Regions from separate parts of the Mus musculus genome. Here region 1 is linked to region 2. Evidence: chromatin contacts called from public promoter capture Hi-C data. All regions are on one chromosome and are shown on one strand. The core of a region is the stretch at or near the end of the contact, and the rest is flanking DNA. Distances in the headings are between cores, read along the strand shown.

Region 1 (4,846 bases), core at 1,283-3,782, 880 kb before region 2:
CTTCCCCCAGCCTCTGAGGCCAAAGCTTTTCCTGTTTTGGAGGGTGGGAAGTCTGAGCAGTCCTGATAGCCCAGGCTAGCCTGGAACTAGCTTTTCAGACTAGTCTAGCCTTGACTTGCAGACACTCTCCTGACTATTTCACAAGTGTTTGATTACCTAAAAATATTTATCTGTTCACTTATTGTGAGTGTGTAGGTGTGGGTGAGCACATGTGGAAGTCGGAGGACAGTTTTGTGGAGGCAAATATCTTTGTCTGCAATGACGTAGATTCCTGTAGAAACTCACACCTCCAAAGACCCCATTTTTGTGACAGGGTCTCCAGCTTGCTTTCTAGTGGAGGGTAATCTTCAACTTCTGTTCTTCCTGTGTCACCAACCGAGAGCTGGGACAACAGCGCCACTGGCCGAGCTTCTGGAGCTTCTGGCTACTTTCTCAACACTTACATCAATCCATCTTGCCCTTTACCCGCTCCCAGTCTGAGCTCCGTGCTCTCCCTGAAAGCCTCCAAGGACAGACTCCTTTTCAACTTCCTGTATGTCCCACATTTTCCTTGTAGCTGAGTCCCACTTGCCTAACAACCCTCCTTGCCCCGTAGTCTGTCTCTAAATTCTCTAAGCCCCACCATTTGCTTCAATCCAACTATCTGATTAGATGTTAAACCTTTCCCTCACGCTAATTTCGAGCATGTTCTCCAGTTGAATCCTGGCATTTATCTTAAGTCTCGTCCCCTCCTCAAATTTAGCAGTGTCCTGCAGCCAAGTCAAACCTCTACACTCTAGTTTCCCCTCTCACCCTGGGCAGGTCCAGGAGTCTCCCAGCGAGGTCCATAGTTCATTTTCACCAGGAGTGACATTGTCGCGGAGCAGAGTCACAGCCTCCAACGTCAAATGCGGTCGTCGCACACTCTTCGCGAACTCAGGGCCGCCTGAAGTGTTCACAATCTACCAGGCCAACAGAAATGAGCATGCCAACAAGACCTTCTTGAAGTCGAATCTTAATCCTTCTAAAGCAGGGGAGCCCTGAGGGCTAAGATGAGCCTCACCATCTGCAGAGGTCCAAACAGAAAGTGCAACAGCTCTGGAGAGGAGGGGTTGGCGATGTTGCCTCGCAACCGGGCCTGGAACGAAAGGAGGTCATTTCTTATTAGTGCACGAATGATGGATGGGTCAAAGTGCCCTCACTCCATCGACGCCCAGCAATGGATGCATCCTCACCAGCAGACTGAAGGCGTATTTGATTTTCTGAAGCACGTCGGTGTACTCAGCCTCAGTGGGTGGCTTGGCCCTCAGTGTCAGCAGACCCTCTGTGCGGAGAGAGCAGGTGAGGTTGTGGGGACACCAAGAAAGCATTAGACAACAATTCCAAAGGTGTAAACACCCAAACGGGTGGCCTTAGGAAGTCAGACCTGGCTGGTGGTGGGAGACCCCAGGGGGAGAGGATATTTGGACATCACTCAGGAAGGTGTGTTCTCGGTCCATGTGGAAGCCCCTTACCTCCCGCAGCTCGGCGTCGTGTCCTGCGGCCTCTCTCGCGGTGCTCCAAAACCCGGGTAGCCTCTGCTGATTTTTGCAGTCTGGATACAAAACTCTCCACGTCGTCAAACACGTGGTTCAGAATATCCTACCATAAGCAAGAGAGGTAAGAGTGGTGCTCCTGAGTCTCAGACTCTGGTCTAGGTCCAGGGCTCCAATCTGAACTCCTGGACACACCCCCTACGTCAGGCCATGCCCATAACTGGAGCAGTGGGTGGTCTATATCAAAGACTCTAGCCATACTTCTAGAATTAACTCCCATCCCCGACCCAGCATCTTGTCAGCTAGTCACACCTAGACGTGCCACGTTCCTGAATCTCGTTCCCCACTCCAAGACTGACTTGATTGTCAAGGAAATCTTTTTCTCCTAGCTGGTGCCTCTCACTCAAGCTCACCACATCCCGCTCTGCCTGCAGACCCGCCAGCTCAGGTCCTCTTGGGCCCAAGTCTGGGGAGGTAGGGTCAGCACTGCTAGTCGTGCGAGCTTGGTCGGGTTTCCTTGCTTCCTCAGTCTCTGGAATTGACTCCACTTGGGGTCGCCCGCGGACTGCGGATGGTTCCACGGTGTTGATCACCAGGCGGACAGACGGGCGACGCTGTAAGGGCGGGGTCTCCGCTGCTGGAGAGGCGCCGCGTCGCAGCTCCTCCTGCGTCGCCCTGAGTTAAGAAAAAGGGGAGACCGAGGCTGGGGCAACCGATGGGATCAGGAAGGGGGGGGGGCGGTCAAACGAAGGCTGGGCATTTCATAATGAGAAACTGGATACGAAGATGGAGAAACCAAAGACCAAGACAGGCTAAAGTAGAAGACTGGAGCGGAGCGGTCACCTTGTCTGGGAGGTACAGGTAAGACCTGGCCAAGGCTAATTTGTGACCACATTCAACACTCTAGGCTGTTCGTACCAAGCTCATTTCTTAGCTGAGGAGAGTGAGGTCCATAGATGGGAGAATTTTTTTTTTCAGTGCGCTCTGCATCTGCTTCCCCCTTCTCCTCACCTGAGCGCTGCTGCCCTGCGTTCTCCACGTCCGGAGCGGTAGTTCTGCAGAGCCCCTTGGATGTCCTCACGGATCAGCTCCGCCTGTCAATCATACTTTAAGATCTCCCCTCTTACGCCCCACCCATTGCCTGCCCAGGACTCTTTCTTGTTCTCAGCGCTTTGCCTCCGACTGTCTTGGACAAACCCCATGGACCCCATCTTGGTTCTGCCTGCCTGCCTGCCTGCTTCCAACCATCTTTTTTATGTTTTTCTCAAAGCCTTTGTTCTGCATCTTCTTCCCATCGTCACATTCAGTCATGGTCTAGAGTTCATTCAACCTGTCCTCAATTCTGGTTCCCTCTCAGACCTGCTTTCCTAGGCTATGTCCCCGTTTGCCAAGGCCCCGCCCCAAACATGGAAGCCCCGCCTCTGATTCTCTACTAGAAAAAAAAGCCACCCGGAGCCACGCCCACTCACTCCGAGGAGCAGGCCCTGGAAGAAATGAACATCCGGCTGTGCACGCTCTGGCTCCTGGCACACCAGGAGCAGCAATGAACGGCTCCGTCCTCGGGGCATCACCGCGTCGCAGCGTACGATGGCATCGAGAGGATATGACTCTAGTTCTTCCTGCAGGACGGGGTCGCAGGGTAAACGGAGGCACAGATTCCTATGACTGCTAGAGCAGTGTCCAGGACTTGGGGCAAGGCAACCGAAAGAGTTCAGGGGCCTAGAAATAACACCCTGTTTAATAACCTAGGCTTCAAAGGATAGCTTGCCAAAGTTCCCAGGGGAAGGACGCTTCGGAGCCAAGATTCACCCTCAGATCTCAGCCCCATTTCTCTCTTCCACCCAATTGCTCTCTGGCACCTTGGAGACTGGATCAAGCAGAGTGACTTGACTAGGTGACACTCTCAGTAGCATCTCCTGTGCCCAGACACGCCCCTGGCTGTCCATGACTGCCAGCTTTCTGGAAGCATCTTCCACAGTGTGCACGCCATCTTCTTCCCCCAAGCAGAAGGTGACCAGGTGCTGGCAGGAGACAGAGTAGGTAGCTGAGTCCCAGGCTATGCCAAGCTGTTGCTGAGCTTCTAGAGGGAGCTCCTGTTCAGCCTAGCCATACTTCCCCAGAATGCTTTCCTCAGACCCTTTGAATCCAGACCTCAGTCTCCCTCCCTCAGACCCTTCAGCTCCTTCAGTGGCCAGCACTGATTAGATTTCCTTCCAATTAGGACATCTTCAAACCAAGATTGGAGGCTTCTCAAGGGCAACAAATAATAAGGATTGAACTCTTGTAAGTGCCTCCTCTGCTTTGCATTATGACATCCACACCCTCTCCTGGACCATGGAACCGTGGCCGATTTGGTCCTGCATCCTGCACTGGGGATGGCTCAGAGGAAGATCAGACAGAACTGAGTTCTCAGGCAACAGGGACGGATGTTCATGGGGAGAGAAGAGCTGAGTTTTCCTAGTCTCTTCCTTCTTTCTTTCCTTCTTTTTCCCTCCCTTCCTCCTGCCTCCCTCTCTCTCTTTCTTATTTATTCACTTTACATCCTGATGGCTGCCCCCGTCCCCAGTCCCTGTTTTCAAAAGGCCTATCACTTCAGGCTCACCTCTCCCCAGGAAACGTCTTAGAGAAACATAGACCCCAGACTCACATTGACATGATACTGGGACACGTCAGCCATAACCACGGTGGAGTAACGTTTTCTCTGTTCTAAGGAGGGGAGAGGGGGAAGTGCATGCAAGAGTCAGACTGCAGCCTGGTTCCTTAGACCCTGATGCTAGCTAGCCCTTCTCCCTCAGAAGGAGGAGTCTAGACTCCAGCTCTCCTCCCTCAGACCCAGGAGTCCAGACTGCAGCCATCCTCCCTCAGACCTAGGATCCCTGACCCCAGCTCTTCTCTCTCAGATCCAAGAGCCCAGATTCTGTCCCCTCCTCCTCCTCTCAAAACGACAGACTGTATTCTCTCTTCTCCCAAGAGCCTTGTTCTTGGTCGCCTTAACCCTCAAGCTTACCATAGATAGACTTTGCACTTGGTTTGGGTGCAGCTTCAGGCCTGGTGAAGAAGAAAATAAGGGGTTAGGAGGATGGTGGGGCTGGGGATAGACCCTGCAGGCATGCATCAGGGAGGGTAATGGAGAGCCGTGCAAGGTCTGAGCAGGTGAGAGCAGGACACACCAGAGTTAAAGAAGATGGTATGGTATAAGCTGGGTGTAGTGGTGCATGCCTTTAATTCCAGCAGTCAGGAGGCAGAGGTGTGAGTTCGAGGCCTGGTGTACAAAGAGAGTTCCAGGATAGCCAGGACTGTTACATAGAGCAACCCTGTCTCAAAAAATCAAG
Region 2 (4,875 bases), core at 267-2,766:
AGGGCTACACAGAGAAACCCTGTCTCAAAACTCTTAAAAAATAAAAAAAGACATTTTTTTTTTCTTATTACTGCATCAAGGAGAAAGACTGTTTTTCTGAGTCACAGAGCTAATTTAAGGAATTGATTTGATAAGGTGTTGAGTTGAGAACATTCCCAAGAATATCAATCTTGTTTTTCTGGTACAATATGGAGAATAGCATGAATATTCATGGCATTACTAAATCACTTCTTTCTCAGTTGATTAAATCTATACACAGATATGTTGAATATAAGGGTCTTGTGAGTGTCTCAGGACTTTAAAGATTACTGCCTCATCTTATGAAAATGACTTTCAAAGAAACACCTGTAGTTATAATTGTTTTTACTCTCTGATAATTCTTTGCTTTGCTAATTTTTTTTTCTGTATCCTAAAGAAGTAAGATGAATCAGCTCCATCAAGACAAAGGCCCTGAGGGGCATTTTTCTCTTCTTCCTGATACAAGCTGGGTGAAAAGCAATTAAAAACTATGAGTCACTTGATTTCTTATTTTAACAAGAAGCCTGGGGATTGTTTTCTTTTGAATTAGCATATCTGCGCTGGTGACATAACTTGGTTGGTAGAATACTTGCATTGCATACATTGAGGCCCTGGGTTTGATCCACAACAACCTTGCCCTAAATCAGCATATCTCTTCAGAGAAACTTGTCCATTATGTTACAACTAATTCTAGATTTATTTATTTATACTATGTATGTACGTTCTGCCTGCAGAACTTATATGTATACCATGTCCATGTCTAGAGCCAGAAGAGGTCAGAAGGCATTGGATATCCTGGAAATGGAGCCATCCTGTGGGTGCTGGGTGAGGGCATATTGGGAAGCTGCTCTTGGGTAGGTTCACTGGTCCCAAGGAACAAGGCCAGGGAAGTTGATGTGGGGAGGGAGTCAGAAGGGAGGAGGAAGAGAAAGATTATACTCATGCAGGGAGAGAGAAAAGCAGAGAGAGACCAAAATGTCTGGATTATATAGGAAAGAGCTTCTAGGGAGGGGGGAGCGCAGCTCCTGGGGTGGAAAGTTCAGGGCACAGGGCGGGGTGTGCCAGCCATGCCCTGTAACAGGTAGGGCCTAAGAGATGCTGGGAGAAGCTGGAGGCAGGTCTGCTTTGGTATATAAAATATGCACTCCAACCATCATTTGTCTGGGTCTGAATCCCAACACTGGTAACTGAACTTCCATCCTTTGCAAGAACAAGTGCTTTTAAGTGCTGAGCCATCTCTCCAGCCTACAGCTAAGCTTTTTTTTTTTTTAAAGACAGGAATTCTGTCTTAGTTACGTTTTGAGTGTTGTGACAAGACACTATGACTAAGGCAGTTTATAGAAGAAAGTATTTAATTTGGGGCTCACAGTACATGATCATCATCAGTGTCATGTTCAAAGGAAACTCTATTTCCCCAAATTCTGTCAGGTAAAAGCCTGCATTCCCCCCAGGAACTTGTAAAACCAGTTCCCTTCTACCCAAAGGAGCCAATTCTCCTCTCGCTTGCAGAAGGTACAAAAGGCTGTCTGTGGTGTCCATTAGCATAACAAAGTGCATGCTGGCCTCCATGATCCGTCAGAAAAACCTGCTAAACTTTTCAGAGTTCATCCGAACTCTCCTCAGCTCTTCTGCCCTGACTTCCTAAACTTCCAGCTCGGGAGTTTCCTTCCCACCAGCTACTCACGGCTACCTCTAAGTATGCTGCTATCTCAGCTCTGCACTCTCTCTCTTCCCCACGTTGTCTTCACTCAGCCCTTTCCCAGCTCTCCCCTCTGTTCTTCTCTCACACCCAGAGCTAGTCTTCTGGCTGTGTTCCGTCAACTACCTCCCCTCTCTGCTCTGGACTCTTCCAGAGGACTCTGGCTGTTTGTCCCCTTATCTCTACAATAAGAACTTTCCCTTTAGAGATACCATAGATAGGTCATATCCTAGGTTTATACACGTGGTGTTAGCAACCAGGCATCTTCAGCCTGCCCCGGGAACCTAGCGACAGTAGGATAAGTTATCACTAAGTGCCAAGATGTGACATATTTCTACTGTCACCATGAGTTGCAGATCCTTCCTGTGCATATGCTACATCCCCTTATGATAATCCAATGCCTCCTCTCCTCGATCTCTTCTTCCCTCCACCCTCACCCAGGTGCAGCCTCTCTATACTCCCCCTATAATAAACCTCCCACGTGAGATCTGCTGTGCAGTATGACTTTGTGATGTACAAATGGCAACTGGCAGGCAGATATGGCCCTGGAGCAGTGGCTGATCAGAGCTTACACATGATCCACAAACTTGAGGGAGAGAGAGGGGAGGGAGGGAAAAGGGGAGGGGAGGGAGAAGAGAGGGAGAGGGGGAGGGGAAATGTCAAACCTCCAGTCCCGGTCTCCCCACACACACACACACCTTGTTGCAGGATAATTCATCACACTGTGAATCCTGAGATTGTGTTATGGTGTGGCTCATCCCTTAGCATACACCTTTAATCCCTGTGGCTGGAATATAGACACACCCTTAGTATACACCTTTAATCTCAAACAATGAAGGTAAAGTTAGCTTGTAGAAGGAAGCATCCATGTTTGAAAGTGATGTCCAACTGAGTGGCAGACAAAGTGACAAATCAGAGAAAGATGTGACAGACTAGGATGCGCCCAACTTTCATGGGAAGTGAGAGGAAAGGGAAACTACTAGAGAGAGCAGGGCAGAGAAAGAGGCAGTTTTTTTGTTTGTTTGTTTTTTTGTTTTCTGAGACAGGGTTTCTCTGTGTAGCCCTGGCTGTCCTGGAACTCACTCTGTAGACCAGGCTGGCCTCGAACTCAGAAATCCGCCTGCCTCTGCCTCCCAAGTGCTGGGATTAAAGGCGTGCGCCACCAGGCCCAGCAAAAGAGGCAGTTTTAATGGGAAAGGTTTACAGAGACAGGTTGAAGAGTGTTGGCAACTCCTCTAGGCTCCACCCAACAGCTACCTAGCAACAGCTTGCATAGCAGCCTGCCAGGTGCATGCCAACTTGGCATATAAGAAAAACTCTCAGGTACTCCAGTTCTCTCTGTGTGTCTCTTCATTCATCTCCTAGCTTCCCTCCCTCTTCACCATGTGTCCCTGACCAGCCTCCTCTCTCTTTCTCTCTCTCTCTCTTCCATACTTCCGTACCCTCCTCCTGTCTCTGCCTCTACCCCTTTTCCAGGTCCCCTTTCCTTCCCTCAATAAATTTCCTTTTGTACAGGGCTGTTGCATGGTGGTGACTCCTCAGGGGAACACCTTGGTTGGACCTGCTGAAGTATTCCCTACCGCCACATTAAATCACTATTTTATGAAGCACAACAGAGAGATCAAAGTAGACCCAGGTAAAGACAGAAGGAGCCAGAAGATTGGAATACATTGCTAAAGTTAGTGTGAGGCCAAACAGAGCAAACCGGTCGTAAACCAAGAGAAGCCAGATTGAATCAGTCAGCTTGGAGAGGAATTTGAGCCAGAACAGCTGAGCTGACCAGCCAGCCAGAATTCAGAAATAACTAGGAAGGGGTGAGCTTATTCAACAGCAAGTCTCAGAAGCTGAAAACATTCTAGGCCTAGATTAGATTGTACAGAGGCTAGAAGCTTCCAGTACTGGGCCTGTGTTAGCAAACGGAGGCAGTAAACCTTGGAGACAGCAGTTACATTATGTGAATAAAAGATATTTTTACACACACATAAAAGATATTTTACGTCGGGCAGTGGTGGCGTACGCCTTTAATCCCAGCACTTGGGAGGCAGAGACAGATGGATTTCTGAGTTCGAGACCAGTTTGGACAGCCAGGGCTACACAGGGAAACCCTGTCTCGAAAAACCAAGAAAAAAAAGGTGTGTGTGACCAGAGATTTGTTTTTATTTTTAAAATTGTGTGTGTGTGTGTGTGTGTGTGTGTGTGTGTGTGAAAGAGAGAGAGAGAGAAAGAAAGAGAGAGAGAGACAGAGGGAGAGACAGAGAGAGAGACAGGGAGGGAAAGAGGGAGGGAGGGAGGGAGGGAGGGAGGGAGGGAGGGAGGGAGGGAGGGAGGGAGATCGTGGCAAGCATGCAGGTGCCCATGGATACTAAAAGAGTGAGTCAAATCCCCCAGAACTGGAGTTAGAGGCAATTTTAAGTGGCCTGATGTGGGAGCTGGGTGTTCTTTCTATTGGGTTACAGGCATCTGCCCAGGGACCAATGGCTTATGTCATCACCTGCCACCATTACCTGCCACCAGGTGTGGGTGGCATATAAAAGGACTGCCTTGCCACTCCAACTCTCTCTATTCCCATTTGTTCCAGGCTGGTCTCTCTCTCCCCCATCTTGTCCTTTCTGTCATTCTCTGTCACCCTTCTCTGCTCTCATGACTCTTTTCCTGTCTATCTGCCTTGACCCTTTCTTCAGGCCTCCATTCCTTCCCCTTCCCCCAAGAACCCTCCTTTATACCAAGTCTGTTGCATGGAGTGATTTCTCAGGGAGATACCTTGGCATGGGCGTGCCAGGTATACCCCATACACCTTATATTTTATAACACTTCTTCCTCCTCTTGTTGAGTGCTTTTAACTTTCTTCCTCTTCTTTTGAGCCAGGGTCTCACTTGGCCCAGACTAGAGTGGAACTCTCTGAACAGCTGAGAATTACCTTAAACTACCAATTTTCTTAGCTTCATCTTAAGAGTTCTGAGACCAGGATTATAGATTGCACCACCATACGATGGTGGCAGCTTTATATGTTGCTGGGGATTGAACCCAGGGCTTTATGCATGTTAGGTAAACACTTTACCAACTGACTTACATCCCCAGCTTTGGCTCCCCAGGTTAGAAAAATGATAAAAGCACATTTTAGTGACACCCCAGCAAATCTGAATGCTGACTGGATCTGG

Evidence for each region. Promoter capture Hi-C pulls out the DNA fragments that hold promoters and counts their contacts.
Region 1: a contact with region 2 is called in a promoter capture Hi-C map of stem cell-derived epiblast-like cells, with 8 times the contacts expected there. The contact joins the promoter of D630041G03Rik here to the enhancer-like site in region 2. A contact is called at or near these places in 12 of 39 promoter capture datasets (the 3T3-L1 cell line, the HPC-7 cell line, cranial neural crest and 7 more), 4 of 484 Hi-C or Micro-C datasets (the N1E-115 cell line, bone marrow-derived macrophages, cortical neurons and 1 more), 6 of 115 datasets of contacts at active chromatin or transcription factors (embryonic forebrain, embryonic stem cells, epiblast stem cells and 1 more) and 1 of 9 other capture datasets (liver).

The regions. Positions count from the first base shown.
Region 1 is chr7:4,468,570-4,473,415 of GRCm38.p6, reverse strand. D630041G03Rik (RIKEN cDNA D630041G03 gene) reads left to right here and starts at 2,532. Exons shown (of 1, transcript NR_028416.1): 1 at 2,532-4,846. Eps8l1 (EPS8-like 1) reads right to left here. Exons shown (of 20, transcript NM_001374622.1): 3 at 4,522-4,562; 4 at 4,162-4,220; 5 at 3,374-3,535; 6 at 2,984-3,133; 7 at 2,526-2,608; 8 at 1,928-2,189; 9 at 1,494-1,620; 10 at 1,215-1,303; 11 at 1,043-1,117; 12 at 793-941. It also overlaps a transcript of Rdh13 not described here.
Region 2 is chr7:3,583,097-3,587,971 of GRCm38.p6, reverse strand. No RefSeq gene overlaps it. Among named protein-coding and RNA genes, the nearest start is that of Oscar, 31 kb to the left of the region's middle. Within about 2 kb of position 1,516, at least 25 of the 459 cell types and tissues checked have an H3K27ac peak or open chromatin away from gene starts, as enhancers often do. A contact at or near this core is called in embryonic stem cells, epiblast stem cells, hippocampal neurons and 1 more, where this site is marked.